Linked DNA regions of Sus scrofa: region 2 is linked to region 1. A link is a contact called in public HiChIP or PLAC-seq data. All regions are on one chromosome and are shown on one strand. Each heading gives the region's core, a stretch centred on a gene start, on an enhancer-like site or on the middle of the called end of the contact. The rest is flanking DNA. Distances are from core to core; before and after follow the strand shown. Region 1 holds the start of EEFSEC (selenocysteine-specific elongation factor). Region 2 holds the start of TPRA1 (transmembrane protein adipocyte-associated 1).

What was found. HiChIP or PLAC-seq counts read pairs in DNA pulled down with a chosen protein or histone mark.
Region 2: an H3K27ac HiChIP or PLAC-seq map of skeletal muscle shows a contact between it and region 1, with 3 times the contacts expected there. The contact joins the promoter of TPRA1 here to the promoter of EEFSEC in region 1. A contact is called at or near these places in 1 of 47 Hi-C or Micro-C datasets (retroperitoneal adipose tissue) and 1 of 2 datasets of contacts at active chromatin or transcription factors (skeletal muscle).

What each region holds. Positions count from the first base shown.
Region 1 is chr13:72,194,198-72,198,764 of Sscrofa11.1, reverse strand. It overlaps EEFSEC (selenocysteine-specific elongation factor), which reads left to right and starts at 2,420. Exons shown (of 7, transcript XM_021069440.1): 1 at 2,420-3,182. The coding sequence starts at 2,888. RUVBL1 (ruvB-like 1) reads right to left here and starts at 2,546. Exons shown (of 11, transcript XM_021069443.1): 1 at 2,417-2,546.
Region 2 is chr13:72,658,872-72,663,438 of Sscrofa11.1, reverse strand. It overlaps TPRA1 (transmembrane protein adipocyte-associated 1), which reads right to left and starts at 1,859. Exons shown (of 11, transcript XM_013982015.2): 1 at 1,829-1,859; 2 at 1,736-1,826; 3 at 1,468-1,600. The coding sequence starts at 1,859.

The DNA.
Region 1 (4,567 bases), core at 1,171-3,670:
CATGAAGATAGGTGAGGCCCACAACAGTGGACATGGGTTATTTTTCCTCCAGCACCCTCTGTAATCTCTTCTGGCCACTTTCACTCTAGTTTCCTCTAGAGAACCACTCTTCTTCCACTTTACATTCAAGTAGTTTAGATGGGTTGACTCCTACCCTTAGCTTTGTTTCAGGGATGGACACAGGACCCCGGCCTGGCCTGTCATAGTATCCCCCCTCCCCTAGATGCTGATTAGTCTGGAAACAGTCCAATGACACTCAGTCCTGCACTTTTACTGGAAATTTAAGGAGAGACTTGGGTCCCAAGCTTCCAGTTCACTTTGCCACTTCATGGGAAGACTGCCTGAGAATGAAGTCAGCACAAAGGAAAGGAAAGCTGACAGATTCTTGATGAAATCCTTTACTTTCCCAAATCAAGCCTTGCCCCACTTGCAATGCGAATGGCACCAACCTTGGGAGTTTCCACTGTGGGGAATGAATTAAGTATCCAATTTCAGTGGCTCGGGTTGCTGCAGAGGCAAGGGTTTGATTCCTGGTCCAGTGCAGTGCAGTACGTTAAAGGATCTGGCATTACCATAGCTGCAGTGTAGTTCCCAGTAGCAGCTCAGACTCAATCCTTGGCCCAGAAACTTCCATATGCCATGGGTGCAGCCATTTAAAAAAGGCACTGACATTGGGGCTAAAAATAGCTTAAGTTTGCATCCGTGGGTTTGTGCAGTGACATTCCTTGTCCTTGCAGGGCAAGAAATGGTGTGGATAGCTGCATTCCAGCCTGTGCTGTGTGACAGCCCTCACTTGCCAGCTCTCTCACTCTCATTCCCATGACCCTTGGCCTTTCACCTCCAGTCCCTTGAGCTAGAGTGGGGTCAGCCCCCATGGCAACCTGGAGGAGAGTGTGATGGCTCTGAGGAGAGTTGAGGAGTCTTACAGAAGAGGAAGGAGGGACCGCTGACCATGGTAGACTTCACAGAGCTTGTAGAACACTGTTCTGTCCATATATAGCTGGAAGGAACAGGGCATGAGGTGGGCCCAGGGCATGGCTCCCACCCTGCAGCTGATGGGACATCTGTATCTGTTCAGTGCTAGGAGTGCCACAGAGCACACGGGCTGCCAGGGTGACAACCTAATCCAAGGTTAGTAGAGGATGTGTGGAGGAAGGTACATAGTTAACACAATCACTGGCAAGGTAGATACCCTCAGAGAAAAGAGAAATTTCCATTTCACTCCTAAAAGAATCTTTAAAGCCAAAACTCAAATCAAAGAGCAAAGTATAATAACTTCCTCTGGGAAAATTTATAATTAATCCTGGATTAATTGGCCTTAATGAAGTTGAATTAATTACTAGCTGTTTGTAAAGAACTTTGAACTACTTTAGTACAAAATGGCATTAAAGAAACAGAAAGGAACATTAAGTACAAATCCCAAATAATCATAGTTCTGCAGGCAGTTCCCTGTCAATCATTTCTCAGTGCCTGGGGTCCAGGTTTACAATCCAGGCTGCGACCCAGGAGTCTGCTGCAGAGGAGAGTGTCTTTGTGGGCTGGAGGTTCAGGGGTGGGTCCACTCAAGAAACAGTTATGGAGCCTTTGCATGTACCAGGCTGAGGGCAAGCAAAGACATGTAAGGGGTCCTCAGTGGGCTAGGACGGGTAGAGTGCCAGAGCACCAGCCTGATCTAAAGCAAACTTGCCTCACTGGGATAGAAGCCAGGATAGAGACAAAGGACACAGGAGGGGCTTGATGTGACCTGCATTTTGCTGGCAAAAGTGCCCCAGTTCCTACAGGGCATTCCCCTGCAACCTTGGAGTGAGCTTATGACTCACACCTGCCCAGCCAGGCTCTCTATTTCTCTGCTTGGTGCAGGGGCACAGCCAACCCCAACTACAGTCTTCATCTGGCTGAGTTTCAGACAACCCAGAGTTGCCATCTCCTTGGCACTTGTGGAGACAGGGCTGGACTCAACGGGAGGCTCATGCCCAGGTTGCTGCTGGGGTAGGACCTGGCTTGGAGCCAGCGGCTATGGGAGGTGGAGGCAGGAAGACCCACCTGGTGTTAAAGCCCCAGCCCTGCTGCTGGCCAGCGCTTAGGTATAAGTCAGGGCAGGTAGACAGCCCCAAGTCTCATGGCTCAACAAAGCATGTGTTCCTCAGATTTCATATGGAAACGCTCTCTCCTCTCGGAAATCGAGAAGATGAGGCAATGTTCAGCTCGCATTCTCGCCCACTTTCCCTTGGCTGAAGCTGAGCAGGGGCTCCCGGGTCTACACAGGACATAGCCTGCTGACGCCTCTCCTGTGAGGCACCTGCCTGGCCAGTGCAAGCATTTAAAGCTGTGATCCCTGTTGCTGACGGGGAGACACTTTTTATGGATAACACTTGAAAAGCGTGAGATTCGTGGGCTCTCCCCCGCGCGCACGCACCTTACACACGGCCTGGAGCTGTGCGGGACGCCATTGACCCGGGTGCGTGTTGCCGCGTCGGGAAAACAGCCGTCCTTTCCCGGCGGCCCTCCCCAGTTTTTTCCACGCGGGCTCTTCTGAGCCGCGCGCCTCAGCTTCGCCACCAGCCGCCTCCCCGGCTCCAGTCCTGCCGCCTGGGCTCTACTTTCCCGGGGGCTTCTCGTGCGAGCAGCGGTCGGTTCGGCTTTCGGTCCCTGTTTGTCGCCCCCCACCCCCGCCCACGTGGTGCGGGGAGAGCGCCGTCCCCGCGAGGCCCTGAGAATGAACGAGTGGAAGTGAGACCGCGGAGACTGAGCGAGAGGCGGACGGCGCCTCAAGCTCTGGGCTCCCCGGCTTCGGGCGGCGGACGGCGGGCGGAAGCTTCGGCGCCGGAACATACGAGCGGGGCGCGGGCGGCGGGGGTCGGCTTAGCTGGCGGACCGCGGCGGCGGCATGGCGGGCCGGCGGGTGAACGTGAACGTGGGCGTCCTGGGCCACATTGACAGCGGCAAGACCGCGCTGGCGCGAGCGCTCAGCACAACAGCCTCCACCGCGGCCTTCGACAAGCAGCCGCAGAGCCGCGAGCGCGGCATCACGCTCGACCTGGGCTTCTCGTGCTTCTCGGTGCCACTGCCCGAGCGCCTGAGGCCGGCGCCGCCGGGGACCGAGCCCGAGTCCGGGGCCGAGCTGCAGATCACGCTGGTCGACTGCCCCGGGCACGCCTCCCTCATCCGGACCATCATCGGCGGTGAGCACAGACGGCGGGGGCGCCTTGCCGGGCGGGGGGCGCGGCGCGGGAGCCCCTCGCACCACCCCAGCAGGAGGGGCCTCTCTAGAAACAGCGAAAGTGTTTCGTTTGTACCACATGTGTTTGTAATACACGCACGAGTTAGGGCAACTCAGGACCACAGAAAGTGCCCAGAAGGTCTCCATTCACTGCCCCCAGTCTCCTGCTTTCCCGGTCTGGGTGCCAGTCTTAGGGACTCCGTGTGAAGACAGGCAGGCCCGTGTATAAGTCAACCCCTCCTCTTGTTCTTATTTATTTTTTTTAACAGAATAGTTAACACCACTTACACTGTTTCACTCAATACTCGGGGTATCTTATCTGTACATATAAAGAGACATCATTCTTTTTAAAGGTCACATGAATTTCCATTGTACACTTGTACCATCTTTTTCTTAATCTTTTAAAAATTTTTTTATTTTTTCCATTATAACTGGTTTACAGTGTTCTGTCAATTTTCTACTGTACGCAAGGTGACCCAGTTACACATACATGTATACATTCTTTTTTCTCACATTATCGTGCTCCATCGTAAGTGACTAGATAGAGTTCCGAGTGCTATACATCAGGATCTCTTTGCTCTTAATCTCTTCATGATGGGCATTTATGTCATTTCCTGTTTCTGGTAAGAAAGCTTCAGCAAGTTTTCTAGAACAAATGTCTCTGGTGGGTGTGCTTATGTGTCTGGAAGGATAGCTCCTGCAGCTGAGATGCTGGGGGGGGGGTGCCTTCTGAGATGTATCATTTAGTTAATTTAAAATATACTGGTGGTACATGAATAAATTCTACTTGTGAAGAAAGAACATTACAAACCAGGTAAGGGTCCTCAGTTACTCCTCCCATCTCTCCAAAAGCAGCCACTAGTATACCTTTGTGGATTACTTTGTGGACAGAGCTTTAAAACTTGTTTTGTTTACTAAAAAATGGTAGAATAACAGAAGCACATGGCAGTAAGAGAGTATAGGTCAGAGACTTTAACTCCTCACCGCCACCCCAGGAACCAAGTACCTCCCTGCTTTCCATTTCCTTCTGTTTCTTCCAGCAGTGTTCTCTGCACCTTCAGGCTCCTGTGGGATGTGTCTTGATCAGATGGTTCTATCGGCCTGCCAGTCGATGGCTGCACCCATGGCTGGGCATAGTGGGTCCAGCTGTAGTACTTTCACCTTGTCACCTCCCATGTGGTCACGCTGCGGGCCGTGTGAGGTCACTTCTCCATTCTCAGGAGAGGAAGTGGAGGCTCAAAGGGGAGCAGGGATCTGCTCCAGTCTCCCCACCTCAAGTCTTCTACTCTAGACCCACTTCAGCCACCAGATGCTTATTAGGGGCACCTGTCCTCTCTCTGCTCTCCC
Region 2 (4,567 bases), core at 610-3,109, 470 kb before region 1:
CCTGAGAGTGCTTGGTAAAGCACGAGGTGGGGCCAGCCTGATGGGTTCAAGTCCCAGACCTGCCATTGCTGCCTCTAAGACCTGTGCTGCACCTTGCCTGTGAAACGCAGGTTAGTACAGCCCCTGCTGCACTGATCGCTGGGAGGGTCACATGGTTAGAGCATGCCTGGTGAGGGTCAGCAACACGTCTGCCACTGGTGCTGTCACATTGACCATTTTAATTCTCAGACACTGGGCTGGGGGAAAGGAGACCACAGAGAAGAGGTGTCCAAGGCCCTGGGGAAGGTGGCTCGCCCTGCAGCTTTGGCAGAGTGCCTGTGCTTGGCTCTGTCAGCCAGGTGTCCATCCCCTGCCTCTGGCAGCAGCTTCATTCCTCTTCCCCATCCCTCCCCTCATGTGGTTCTTGGGGCCAACCCCACCACTGCTGCCTCTGGGACCAGCCTGTGACCCAGGGCTGGCCATTTGCGATATGCCAATCCCCTAGTTTGGGGATGGCATGGAGCCCAAGGAGTTCCAGTGCAAGTCACACCCCAGATATGAGGCACAACTACTGAGAAAGGAAGCCAACGGGATGCGAGCCTGGAGGTGCTGGGGCCACTGGCAGGCCACTTGGGGAGGCAGTGCCACCAGACAGGAAGACAGCTGCCTGAGATCCAGCCACACCCGGCTCCTTGAAATGTCAGTTTTTTAATCAACATTTCCCCTCTGGCTTCTCTGAGCTTAAGCTTGGTTTTCTGACAAATACAAACAAAAGAGACCAGATTCTATCCTTTGTGTCCAACCTCGGGTAGGCTGACACCACTCAGGGCCACCTGCCCACTGTGCGCCAGGCCCCCACAGAGCTGGAGCTCTGTGAAGTCTCACTGAGTGCTCACAGGAGCACCACAAGCTGAACCAAATCCAAACCACATCATGCAGGAGAGTACTGAGGCACAGAGAGGCCAAGCCACTGGCCCATGGTCATTCAGCACAGCCGAGGTTTGGAATGCAGTGGGCATTCCCCCAATCCAAAATCTATTCCCCTTCCTTCCAGTTAGGGTTCCCCAATTTTCTTGCTGGGACCACCTCAGTCTCTGCAGTCTGGATGAGCTAATCCCACCCTCTCAGCCCCCAGTGCCCCTTTCCTTGCTAGTCCCAGAGCCTGGCTCAGGGATGAACAGGGCTTCCAGGGTGGGCCACTCTGCCACAATTCAGGTCTACACTGCACCATCAGCAAGGAGCTACTCTTCTGCTGGAGTTGGCCAGAAGCAGGATGTTAGCTCAGAGCTGTTCTCGGCTACTTTAGATACCATATGGAGGGAACTCATCAGAGGGGAGCAGAGATGCTGAGAGTCCTTATGACATCAGTTAATTCTCTGGATCCAGCCATATCTGAAGCTGGTGTTTGCTACAGAAGCGGTTAATAATTCCTTTTTTGCTTAAGCCAGTTGGAGTTGAATTTTCTGTTACTGACTGGAATGAACTCACCAGGATATAGAAGGTGATAAAAATGGGGCTGGAGGTGACACGAATCTTGGCCCGAGCAAACGGAAGCTTCCAGAGCAGGAAGATGAAGAAGAGCACGTTGGGGATGAGCAGCAAGAGGTCCCAGTACCGGACACTAGCAGGTGGGTACAGAAAGCAGCTCACTGGTGGGGTTGTCTGCACCCACCCCACCTGTGTCACTGTCACACACACACACGCAGTAGGGAGCCCCCTCCCACAGCCAGTCTGCCAGCAGGAGCTCCCGCCTCACCGAGAGGTGCCAATGTCTTCGTACAGCAGCAGCAGACAGCGGTGTGGCACACTGATGTTGGGTGCCAGGGGTGGGGGCAGTGCCATGCTCTGCTGGCCCAGATCTCCTCCTCCGGGGTGGCCATCCCGCCAGCAGCCAGTCCTGGGGGATGAACACCGCCACATCAGCTGCACAGAGGCTGTGTGGCCCTGGGTGTGTCACCCACCAGGCGGGAGGTGGATGTGACGCTCCCGCCCACATCACAACCCAGTCCCCTGACAGGGCCAGTCCTTTGCCTTGGGCTTTTTCTTGTGACCCCTAAACAATAAAAGCCACCCTGAGGGACTGAGCTGCATGTCATACACAGCAACACAGGCTATTCGGCATAACCTAGCCAGTGCCCCCAGCCCTGGGGGTCAGGGAGAGCCAGGGTCCATGTCACAGCTGGACTTCCAAATCCTCTGTATGGCTCAGTTCCCCCACCATGGGATGGGATAAGGACAGCATGTCCACCCTGGGAGGTTGTGGTGGCACTAAGTGGCACATGCCTCCAGGTGCAGGCCCAGACATTGTGCACACTTGGGTGGACCTCAAGCCCTGCCTCCTTTTGCTGTCACCTGGAAAGGCGGATGCAAGCAGAGAGGACGCTGCCCTGTCCCTGGAGGATGCGGGGGCATCTCCAAGTGCAGGGATGGGCTGTGTCTGCCAGGGTGATGGAGGGTGAGAGTCCAGCTAGGAGAAAAGAGAGCTGAGCCACCCTGGACAACTGAGGCAGGCTCCAGGGTCACAGGAATCAGGGGACAGTGGCAGCACATCCGCAGGGAGTGCGGGGCCAGGCAGCATTTGAAATGATGATTTAACAGACTAGGCCTCTGGACCAGGCGCCCCCACTTCTAGGGGCATGGTCACGGCAGCCCAGATGCCACCATCAGCAGAACACACATCAACTGCGGCATCCAGTGCAGAGTGGACCTCAGCCCAGGAGAAAAAGACTGGGTGCTGCCACAGGTGGTGACATGCAGGCCCTACAGCCAGGACACCAAGCGGAGCCAGGCTGGTTGTGGGTAAGTGGCACCCTGTGCAGGGTGAGGGCATGGAGCCACCCCTGGGTGCACCATCTGGGTGTCAGGGGTGCGGCTGTGCTCGTGTGTCGAAGTTCATAGAGCCTCGCACCTGTGATTCGAGCACTTTTCTGTATGGATTATACTTCAGTGGATTTTTTTAAATGACCAAGTTGAGTCCTGTTAGCACTCTAGGAGTGCAGGGTCTCCATTCGGCAAGGAGCCCAGGACACTTCCTACAGGAGGGAGGGGTTTGCAGCAGTCCTGGGCTGCGGGGACAGCTCAGCACTGAGCAAGCTGTGAAACATAAGGCCCATGAGGCCGAGGCTCAGAACCCTCCATCCCTCTCCAGCAGGCCTCCTGGCTCTGGAGTCACCTCCCCACCGGGCACTTGAGGATATACCAACAATGGGAAATATTAAAGGGGAGGACGCATGCCCGACAGAGAAAGTCTGAGGGAGGTCGCTGGCCACTTCCCTGTCCCTAGTCCTGCACTCCTCCTCCTGTGCCCATGCTGTCAATCACCTGCCATGAGCTGGGAGAACCCAGGGGCCAGAACACACCAGCCCTCTCAGGCCTCCATCCTCAGAGAAGAGGCTGACAGCCAGCATGAACACCCGAACTTAAAAAGCAAACTTCTTAGATAAGTGCAAAGGATAAAACAGGAGTGGAACAGAGTGATAGGAAACAGCAGAGACTGCTGGGGTCCCAAACAGCCACCCTTCCCTTTAGTACCAGAGCCCGTGGATTTTAGCTGGCACATGGCTTCCCAGAACAGTGGCTACTTTCCCAGCTTCCCTCACTGCTGGCTATAGCCACGTGAGCAAGTTTTATCCAACTAGATATGAGCAGCAAGGGTTGCCAGTTTCAGGTCGTGCCGTTCTCCCTTCCCATTGGCTGGAATATGGATGTGGTGGTGGGAGCAACAGCAGCCAACATAAGCCACGAGACAGATGCCATGGACTTAGGGTAACAGAATAGTAAGAGGTGCATGGGTCTCAGACACAGGGGGCCTCCACGCACATCCTGGATAGCCTGCACAGACTGCAGGCAACAGATGGGAATGATCTCTCTTGTTATCCTGGCTTTTGTTTCAGCAGCCAAGCTAGAATCCCAGTGAGTACAAAGGGGAGCCACTTCGGGCTAGGCTGTCACACAGGGTGACAGCTGAGCTGAGATCTAAACAATTGAAAGGAGCCAGACTGGGGAAAACCTGGACAGAGTGCACCCCAGGGAGAGAGTGGTGAATGCAAAGGCCAGGAGGCAGGACAGTCTTGGCCTGTTCAAAGGGCAAAGAGCAGGCTGTAAGAGAAGGGGGGCAGCGCCAGGGCACACGGGGCATCATGACCTCACTCTAAATGCTGGGAGAAGGGTGTATGAAAGCAGGGGATGGGGCCCGCTCCTGTGTGCACCGAAGCAGGGAGCTTGGAGGCAGGGGGACAGAGGAAGGCCAGGCTGGGCCAGGGAGGACAGTGGCTCTACTGGTGGTGCAGTGGGGGTAGAGGGAGGGATCTGGGACGCCTTTGGGAGGGCCAGTCAGCGAGGTCTGTGGACAGACATGTAGGGGTGAGGGAAGAGAGCAGGAGAGGCTGATGTCAGGCTCCAACTTGAGCCTCTGGGTGCTCTGCAGTGGCAAGACCGGCACTGTCCCCTCTGCTTTGCTAACAAGGTGCTCCTCCATTGCTGGACCCTCCTTGCTACCCTGCACTCAGAACAGGGACCCCTCCCCAGCTCCAGAAGCTGAGTCTGTTACAGTGACCCAGTGGTGTCAGAGAGGGAGGACAGGGTGCCC